Linked DNA regions of Cydia pomonella: region 2 is linked to region 1. A link is a contact called in public Hi-C data. All regions are on one chromosome and are shown on one strand. Each heading gives the region's core, a stretch centred on a gene start, on an enhancer-like site or on the middle of the called end of the contact. The rest is flanking DNA. Distances are from core to core; before and after follow the strand shown.

What was found. A called contact is a pair of places that touch in the nucleus more often than the background predicts.
Region 2: a Hi-C map of whole body shows a contact between it and region 1, with 7 times the contacts expected there. The contact joins the promoter of LOC133530475 here to the promoter of LOC133530199 in region 1. A contact is called at or near these places in 2 of 2 Hi-C or Micro-C datasets (both in whole body).

Annotation. Positions count from the first base shown.
Region 1 is chr22:9,190,629-9,195,985 of ilCydPomo1, forward strand. LOC133530199 (longitudinals lacking protein-like) reads right to left here and starts at 3,307. Exons shown (of 5, transcript XM_061868056.1): 1 at 3,120-3,307; 2 at 2,798-2,915; 3 at 1,892-1,978. The coding sequence starts at 2,893.
Region 2 is chr22:9,416,950-9,422,719 of ilCydPomo1, forward strand. It overlaps LOC133530475, which reads left to right and starts at 3,476. Exons shown (of 9, transcript XM_061868396.1): 1 at 3,476-3,772; 2 at 3,997-4,211. The coding sequence starts at 3,637.

The sequences.
Region 1 (5,357 bases), core at 2,057-4,556:
TAGGTAAAAATGGCCTTAAGAGACCATCCCTCGATTTCAAATTGATGAAAATTGGCGTTAACAGATTTCCGGAAAAACATACAGGTTGCGAGAAAAAGGTCATTTTGTTACAAAAATTGTTTTTGATGCCAATCGACTCCATTCCTACCCAGGATCACGTCGAAAGTAAGAAAACACTTTTGTTACCAGAAAAGTGTTAAAAACCAGATGCTGGTAGAGTACAAAATTAACCAAAAAATACCGGTCGGACTAACAGGAAAAATAAAAGTTGTGTCATCGGATTAAGAGGATTTTTCAAGGTCTCGTGGTTCGATCGATCGAACTAGACGAACTTTTAAAATCCCGTTACTCCGATAGTAGGACTACGAGAATTAGAGAAGTCATTATATTTCGATCAATCGAGCCAGCGGGAAAAAAGAAAATTCGTATTCCGATTGATCGGACTAGCCAGTCGGCCCATGCGACCTAATTATTATTACTAAACAATTATTAGTTTTATCAAGTATGCCTTTTTGTTACGTTGGGAAAACACATTCCACCTGATCCGGGGAAACCAGGAGGGATGACAGACTAACCAGTAGTAGCAGTCGTCACAAACCGCCAACAAATGTTGACTCCGTCTTACAGCTGAGCGCCGCCGACCACACCACACAACATTTGACCGCGTGCAAAATATTGACGACTATTGACACAGTTGTATTTCAATCAGTGCAGAGCATGATACACATCAGATTGCTAAAATCATAAACCTTCCTTTTGGCCTTCCCGTCACCAGGCAGATGTTTTGCCTGGGGAACGTCCTTTATCAAGTATGCCTGGTAGTAATTATAAATTTGTAAACCCCATATGTGTCAATAGAATAAAACTTAGTACATGACATTAAAATTAGATTGGAAATTTGCATTTAATTGATACTACCAATTGCTGTACCATTCTCTTGTGTTCCCAATCTTTCTTTATGGTTATGAGACATGGACTATAGACATCTCTCATGCTGTTCCCTGGATAGCCTAGAGTTATTATGATGGGCAAAGTTGAAGGCACCAGACGTCAGGGCCCTCCCCCTACTAGTTGGTGAGCTCAAATCACTGTACCTATTCAATTAAAACGAGGCCATGTGCTTGGAGAGGAATAGAAGCCTATGAAGGAATCTGGTCTTCAACGTTAGGACATGATGTCACGATCCTCAGCATTGAGGGACCAACTGAGGCAACTGAAGAAGACCAATTGCTGCAGACTAGTCTAATTCATAAACTTGCTATAAGCCTCAGTTTGCTAATAATTATTTGCCTAAGTCTGTTATGCGCTTATGAATTAGGGGGATTGTCATAACATCAAGGTCTAATATGAAAAGTAAATATTTATATACCTAAAAGAGTTTTTGCTATGTAAGGTAAGTTGTGAAATTTCATCCGCAAAAAAAGTAAAAACATGCACCTCATTTTTCACTTCTTGAGAAGTTCATTATGATCCTCAAACCATTTCTCAACTGATTACCGTGAAATTTTGTGAGCAGGTTTGATAATTCCATGAATTTTTTGTTAATTCAGTTTCTGGTCAAACCATGGAGGTTCGCAAGGTCTATGGCTCAGAGCTACTAGTATATTTAGAAGATTGCACACCAAATTAATTTTGTATCAAGTAGAAATGTCTATGAATGATAATAAAAGTGAAAAATTTACTGTCTTGGGTGACTTGAAACTCACGACCACTGGATTGCTAGCCATTAAAAAAACTGGACAAGTGTGTGTCAGACTCTTTAGTATTTGTTGTTATAGCGGCAACAGAAACAAATTATCTGTGAACATTTAAACTGTCCTAGCTATCACGGTAGTAATATTATCCTTTGGGTATGGAAACCTAACAAAGAAGAAGATTGTATACCACTCACCTCTAATAAGCTTTTAAAGTATGGACTACACGCTGAGAGCACCATTTTGTGCGCTTTGCATGTTTGGCCTTCACAAGCTAGTGTCACCTGAAAAATTAGGAACATTAGGTGGAAATTGCCACATGAAGCAGCTCCATCGATGGAGACGTGCCTCGCCCGAGGCAATGTGGCCCAGGCAAATCTATATAGACTGAGTTAAGTGGACCGGCAATTTCCTAGCAAGGCGGCTCTGTTAGTACCTGCCTATTAAGGTTTGTTTAAGCCATGTTTTTAAAGTATGATTGTCACTGTACACACTTGTTAAAATTTAAGATAAGAAAATTTTATATTGTTGTACATTGTACTGGTGAGTGGTTGCCAACTTTAGGGCATTAGTTATAGGTATTCTTATATCTATGAGTAGGTACTAATATAAGAATAATATTTACAACATTTAATCACAATAAAAGTAACTTTGATTCTTGGCATAGCCTAAATCTGCATTATGTACAAGAGAACTTATTTTGGTGGTATCTATGCAAAAACTTGAGTCTTATCTAGTAATGCAGGCTTAAAGAATTGCATTGAGAATCTAATTAACAATGCATAGTTTGAGTGCATGTCACAACATTGTATTGTTGTAAAATTCTTATCATGACCTTTGACTCTTTAGTTTTGAGCACTAATATTCTAGTGTGCTCAAATTAATCTTACAATAACATTAAACATTAATTTTGTCATTTTTTGTGATGTTTTCGTAAATGAACAATAATATCATCATGATATTTTAAATATGGTGAGCATATCGAAATAAGCATAATCGAAATTTATATAGCATTCAAGGATAAGTGTGTGAGGTTAAAATGCCATATTTGTTTGTTTGTAATCAAAACAGCAATGGAGCTGATCATAACTTTGTTTACTCACGTCGGTGAAGCTTTTCTCGTCCCTTAAATGCCTGAACGAAGTCACCATATTCGTTTGAAAATCATTCCATTTCAGGAAAAACTGTTGATCGCCCATTTTGGATATATATTCTAAATACCTGCAATGTAAACAATGTTTAATAACACTATTAATAGTAAATATTAAGAAACTATACATGAAATAAAGAAGATATAGGGTTATTATTGTTATTACTATAGTGTTTGGTGTTCATAGTTTGTAATTGTTTCGGCAAAGGCCACCGAAAGAAATAGTGTACCTACGTCACTATGTGAAATGCTTACTGCATAGAAAACAAGCTTACCTATTATTTATTAGAACTATAGCCCTCTAAAGAACTATCTCTATCCGTTCTACAAGGGCACAGCGTAATGTTTCGCAACTGTCTTTAAAAAGTTAAGCAATTGAAACTCAAAATGAAGACGCCGTATCGCATAAATTAGCGACTTCTTTCTATTTCTTAAAAATTCCTTCACTCACATATAGGGTTACCAACTCAAAACCATTTTTTACCACTATTTGCTAACTTTTAATTTTCTGAATTTTTACTTCTTGTATAGTATTTTATACATAATGACGTTAATTTCCATTTTAGGAATGTATGATCAGAAAAAACTTTTTTTGAAAAAGTCAATTTATTTCTAACTCATCTAGACTGCGAAATAGGTAGGTTAAGAGCTGTATACAACTTCCTGAATTTAGTAGAGTTAGACCAAGTTATCTTCTGCAACGGTTTTGGTAGCATAGGTAGACAATACAAGTGTTATTTATACGTCATAAGTCTTAATTTTATATAAGTTTGAATAGGTTTAACTCTAACTGACAACAACAACGCCGCAATATCTGACAAAAGTGCCCATTACATCCACACTTTATCAGGCCCGAGCAAGAGTATTTTTCCATTTCATCAAATATCACCACATTGCTTACAATATTTGAAATGTAAAAAAATGGTTCATATGCAAAAATATTAAACATTGAACACTTTTGGCGATTACGGACAAAGTATTTTTTTTACATTTCTAATTTTATTAACAATGTGTTGATATTCCGTGAAACGGACAACGATTATCAGGCCAAAAATCGGTACTAAATTCGGGCCCGATATCGGGAAGTGTGGATGTAATTGGCGCTAAACTATGGATATATTTCCATATATTCATCTTACTTCTACGTATTGCTGCGTTCCTGACGTTAAATTCAGGAGGGTCTGTAAAGCTTTTAACTGTAGTATAATAAGAATCGTTTGTCAGTGGAGCATAGGCAGAAATATCCGTACTGTATTTTTCGTGTGCTACTGTTATGACCACAAAAAGTGGGATGGCTACAGTTTTTTATTCCACTGTTACTGACAAAACTTGTTTGCTAGACTAAAGATTATTCTAGTTTTACACAACAAGTTTAGGCTCTTATGATGTATAGGGAGGAAAAGGGAGGGGCATACACGAAAAACAGGACCAAAGAAATAGCGTAGTCTAAAATGAGATTATCACGAAATTCTTCGTGGGATCCAATGATTGGCAAAAGTAAGCGTGATAAAATACCCAGTCACAAACCTTCGGATGTAGTGAGTGTTGTGTGACAACCCAAGCGCAAAAGTAAATAATCTACCAAGTGTGGGTGGTTCGCATTATCCGTGCAGCTATAGATGATGTTTCTACAATTCCTCGCCAGTCTGTCCTGAACCATTAGGCCAAATAATGAAAGCATGCACTTTGCACGCAATTGAGTCCCATATCAATTTAAATTATAATAAAGAGTAAGTTATTATGTTATTCATTTGCAAAAGACCTTTTTGGCCAGACCGTAATTTGAGAACATTGTTATTAAGTAGCTACACTTCTTTATTAAACGTGACCAGATGGTATCAAACAGAGTTTTAAAGTGAAGTTTAAGTAATAAATATTATACACTATACTTGTATATAGTAGATAAATTACTTGTATTGAAATTTTCGGGAATGTTTTTTGAGTAGCAATATTTACCCAATTTTTTTGCATATTTTGTACACCGGCATCATAGACCGCTGATTGGCTAGAATAGGCTCGAGTGGGCTTCCGATGCATTCAGAAATTAATTGTATTGCAATTTAATTAGTAGTAGTTTACTACGCATAATGAAATGTAATACATACAAATGAATATTATTATAGAACATTTATATTATTTTGTGAATGGTTGGTTTGTTTTTAAATTTTACATATGGTAGCATTTAAACGGCCATCTAGTGACGAGTAGCCGTAAGAAAGTTTTTTGGCACTTGCCACTAGATGGCCGTCACATTAAAATTTTATGAAACAATTTATAAAATTAACTTATGTTTAGTGCGGAGTTCTGTTTTTATATTTCTAATTGTTCTTGGAATCATTAAGACGAAAGGGACGACCGCCCCCCAAGCGCCTTCCCATATACATGCCATATAAACGTAGTCCCAATTTTCTTCTCTGGCTGGACACAATTTGATGTAACATATCAACCAAATCTACGCCCGCTTGTTTAATTTTTATGTTTTTTTTTTAATTATTATATGGGTTAGGCGTTTT
Region 2 (5,770 bases), core at 2,226-4,725, 230 kb after region 1:
TCGCCAAGCTCAAATGGGCCCGGGTAGCATACGTCTGCCGTGTGCCGGATGACCCGTAACCCAAAATAGCCCCCCACAAATTGTAAGGCGTCACGGTAGATCTCGTCGGAGATGGCGGGACGAGCGTGACTCCTTTGACAGAGACAAGTAGGAGACTTCTGGTAAGAGGGACACGTGGGACAATAAAATAAATAAATATTATAGGAAATTCTTACACAGGTTGACTAAATCCCACAGTAAGCTCAAGACGGCTTGTGTTTTGGGTAGGTACCTACTCAGACAACGATATAAATAATATATATACTTAAATACATAGAAATCACCCATGACTCAGGAACAAATATTTGTGCTCATCATACAAATAAATGCCTTTACTGAGATTCGAACCCAGGACCATCGGCTTCATAGGCAGGGTCACTAGGTCACAACCCACTAGGCCAGACCGACAGTAATAGGCTCTTAAATAAATATAAATAAATAAGATATATCTCGACATTTCGCGTTCACTGATCAAACGTATCTTACAGTAGCGTCTAAAAATAGCCGTAGTTTATTTTCATATAAGTATATTCAAAATTCAAAAATGTATTCTGCAAGTAGGCGTCAAGGGCTCTTTTACAAGTAAATACAACATTTATAGTAACAGCATATAGTGACATGACAAATACATAACAACATTTATAAATGCAACAGCCAATACCTGGGTAAACATTACATTATAATAATCTTAAAATAAATAATTACTACAATACAAAAGAGATGTATAGTCTCTATGGTTAAAAATACATTAAATCTGGAGATATAAAAGGTCCCCAATGTCAGAGTACTAATACTACTAATACTAATAAGATTTGGAGGTGTAAAAGTCTCTCCAAGTGTTAAAATAAAATGTATACTAAATAAATAAATCGCGTCTGAACTGTTAAGCTAGCAGTCTCATAAACTAATGCTACAAAATACATAACTAGTATGTACCAAGTCAAGTATATTATACAATATTACAGAGACGGGTAGTCTCCACGGTTAATACATTAAGTTTGGAGATGGACTATAGAGACATTATCTCTTTTTGTTAAGCTAACTATCACTGCTATCCGTTTTGACGCAGTCTAATAGTACCTAATAGGTACGCTACTTTTGAAGCGGACTGTGTACATCTTCTTAGCGCAGTCCTGGCACCTTGCCACAACTTTTGGCAACTTTCACTGTAGTGTAGAGTCCTGTGAATCACAGGACCCTGCAGTGAAATTTAGATCCGGAGTATCTACTTCACTTCAATGGTCCGATAGATACATAAATAATTTATTCGCTTGCCACAATACACACATATAAACAAATAATAATAGCAACAATAGCAACACCAAAATAAAAACTGAATAAAGAACAAAAAGCATGAATAAAAGTAAGGTTTGCTGTGTGCGTTGCAGCAAAACGAAAGGGTTCTGGCTCAGTAATACGCTCCACTCTTTCGGGTGAAGCACTTGCTGGAACCCAGATCATGAACAGATTATCGATGTACCAAAAAATATAAATATACCTACATAAAAAGATTAAATAGCGATAGCGGTAGGTATACCAAATCCGGCACTAAAATAAGTTTAGTAACTACGTATTGTACGGTTACATTATTAAATGTCTATAAACCAGATATCTAACAGTCTAATTTTCTTAGAATTTATTATTTAGCAGAAAAGCGTCAATTACATTCTTTTAACTTAAGCTTCGATATTTTGTTTATGACGACAGTTAAAAATGTGTTTAAATATGCATTTAAAACACTTCAGTAGACTTGATTAAGTATTGTAAGGTGAGCATTCTGGGATTAAATTAACATAGTCGAAAAATGCACTTTCATAATACTAAAATCTTTGATTTTAGTATTAAGCATGCCATATAAAACAAAACAACTAACAATTACTTAATAAAAACAAGTTCAACGCGTTCCGAACTAAATTATAACTCAAAGAATACCTAACTTACATAACATTGTCCCCTACACAATCTGTCCCCATCAGATTGCGATAACCATTGGAAGCTGCGCGGGACCAGACCACGCCCCGCGCGGGAGATCAACCAATCAGAGAGTGCTATTGACGTGGGGCACTTGTTTATAAACGAAAGATTATAGCTGTGATTTTGCTCTCGAAGATACCTATTGATATAAAGTGCATATAAGTGCGTCATGTTGTTATTATATAATTGCCGATCTATAGGTAGCTTGCTATCTATAAATAAATTGCTATCTTTAAAATTCTTATGTGAACAAAATTAATAAGACTTCTTATAAGACTTTCCTCTCCTAGGATATATTTTTAATTTTATGCCAAGGAACTATCAGATCTTAATTTTATATATTTAGTTGGAGTAAAAAGTGCGTGAGACAAGGAGATAAATATTTCGGTAATCGGTAAATGTCCATCAATATAGGTAACTAGAAAAGTTCCTTGTAAGATTTCCTAAGGCTATAAGAAACCTCCTAATTGTAGACCTAAGAATTATTAGATCACCTCTCGTGACAGCAATCCCATTAAAATCCAGCTTATATATATCACATACTGTACCTAAGAAGTGCAAGTACATTTAAAAACATGATAGGTAGAGTCTATTCGGAAAGAGAAGACTCGTGGAATGTATTGGGCCAATTCATTCCACGACTCTTCTCATTCCGCACAGACTCTACAAGGTAAAGTACTTATGGCAATCGCGCCTATCTTAATTAGTCTACATATACTAGTTTAAAACATCATAAAAAGCCTTATTCATACCCAATTTACTTAAAATTTCATCCTAAAATGCACATAAAACTCATTTGTGTCCATAGGATGCCGATAGTGGCGCTGGTGTGCACAGACCGCCAGACAGCCAACGGGCGGGATCAATAACAATAACCGGGTACCTGGGGTTGCGGTTATCCTGAATTATTTGATGCTTATGTATGTCCTTATATCATGGGCTTTAAGCTATATCCTATCATTTATTTACTACGAGAATAAGGTGGGTAAGATAAGATAAGAAGCATCAGGGAAACTTGGGAAACGGAACATTATTCTTTGTTGTATAAAATCTTCGCGAGTAGAACATCTTTTTGGACTACTACTGCCATCTGTGTACGTTTTACCATAGCATATTCGCCTGCTAGCGCTATTAGTGATTCTACTCGACACTGGGTGGCGCTGTATAACATGGCAACACTGTAATTTTTGTTGTTAGATATTGGTAGCTTTGGAGCCTCTGTGTATTTTAACCAATAGGAAGCAAGAATCGCAATGTTTTCATTCAGAATTCATTCTGTTTAAATTTTCCCGCAGTTGCCATTGATTTCACTACAGAATTTCTATTATTGTCTTTTTAATTAAGTTTTTATTCTCATTAATTGTGAATGTGAGATAGAATGGCTTTTAAATTATTTTAAATATAAATAATTAAAAAACAAAAAAAAAGTGTTCTAGCGCAAGTCGTGCATAAGTTGTTATTGTAATTTACAAAAGTTTTTTGACTTTTTCGGAAATTACCAAGTTTAGGGTTTAGGTACTTGGTTTGTTTTGCTTAACTTTAGTTTACATTCATATTTTTACTATAATTTCAACAAATTTAGACGAGAGATCGGACATGTATATTGAATAAATTATAAGAATCATGTGTGAAAATGAAAACGGTGAAACTATTTATATATGGAAAGTGGGCGACGTCGCCATAGCTTGGTTATCCAAGAAAACTTATGCAAAAGTCACAGTAGTGAAGGACAATCGTGGTCGATTTCATGGTGATAAAGGTAATATTTATATTTTAAAATTATATTAAATAGCATCTTTCTTTATTTTGTTTATTTGTAATTTTTCAAGTACTTTGACTTGAACTAAGAAAATTTAGGTACATAGGTTGCCAGCTAGCCTGCTTAAAGCTGTAATCCAATAAAGACTTAACATTCCAGTGTAACGTCTTCTGCACGGACGACTAGAGCCGCAGCAAGACAGTAAAGTAAGCATAATTTCATAGTTTTAGGCGTAACAGTGGAGGGTGGCTCATCTGATAAAGTGAAGTGGAAGAAAGAGTTGTGCTACCATGTTGAGACGTATTGCTCAAAACAGAAGCTTTGGGTGCCGTGGACTGCTCTGCGACTTGCAGAGAGGTGCAGACCGTTCTACGGCCCTAGTAGAGTTATCAAATCGAAGGGCTTTGTCACCAAAACCAGCCCCGGGACTGTAAAGAAGGTAAGTAAACATTACAATCTGCGACGCATCCAAGGGATTTACTGGCCACGAACTATCTCAAACATCAGATTGTGGCAGATGACTGACCAGAAACCTATAGGCCAGGAAATCTTGTAAGGAAATGGTGATGGATCAGATACATGTTTTGTAAACCAGACAACCACCTGTTCAATTGACTGGCAGTAGAAGGTCGGGGCGTCAGCTTACCACATGAAGGCCATCAGTTGAGAAGGAGGCTGGATTAACTGGACTCAGCTGGAAAGAGCTGGAAGTAGCCGCTCAGGATTGCGATAGAAGGAAAATTCTTCTGTGAGCCCTATGTCCCTAATGAGGGGTAACAGGAGTACATCATCATCATCACAATCTAAATTTTAACTCTTTAATTAGCCATTATAGAAACTCTTATAATTACTAACAAAAAGTAGCATTTATATCTAACCTAAGAAATGAAAGAAAAACTTAATAGAAAATGTCAGGATTATTTGTCATTGCCCTAATTTTTTGTGGACTAGGGTGAGGACTATACCCTGTTGTACTATTGTCGAGAAGGCCATGTTGGCACAGTGTGTTAAGGGTTGGTTCCCCTCCACCAAACCGTCTGTTACTATTAAAGTGTTTCAAAATGTTATTAAGTATATGGGAAGTTTCCATTGCGACATTGCGCAGGTAGCTGGCCGTACCTGGAGTAGAGTGGCAATAGATCGGAGAGAGTGGAGAAGGTTGGAGGAGGCCTTTTGTTATATACTTGTTATTTAGATATTACGTAACAAAAGGTGTACAATTTCATCGACTAAATCTATCAATTTGACATTTTTGCGATTAAAATCGATAACGGCCTCTTAAATAAGTATATTAGTACCTAAACTTAAGTGAAGCGAGGACCAGTGCCTGATTAGGCTACTGCCCCACCTCCCCGCTACTATGCTCAGGAGCCTGTGGCAGCTATCGCGGACTCTGAGGAGCGTCGCGGCCACAGTCCAACCCCTAGACGGTTTCCTGTGGTCGCGGCGCAGCATCGCATGGAAACCGTCAACGTGCGCGTCCACGAACATGCCGGACACGCTGCAATGAGGCAGCCGCAACAGCACCCCGAACGCGTCATTATATTGAACCCGCAATGTATTGAGCTACGTATATATCGGCCATAAGCTGCAGGTATATAGCGATGTACTGTACGCACGGAATAGCGTTTTTAAAGATAACATTTTGCTTTGACCTACTTCTCAAAAAGTATGTACCTAATATTATCAATATGTCTGTTATTATTAAATTTGTAATTAGTGTTGTCTGTCCAATAAAAGAAATGAAAAAGCGGCCAAGTGCGAGTCGGACTCGCGCATGAAGGGTTCCGTACAATTTAAGACGTATTAAAAAAAATCTTCTTATTAGATCTTGTTCAACATTTTCCCACTTTGGACACACATTTTACCACTTTGGAAGTGTCTCTCGCGCAAACTATTCAGTTTAGAAAAAAATGATATTAGGAACCTAAATATCATTTTTGAAGACCTATTCATAGATAGTATAGATACCCCACACGTATCTATATGTTTAATGAA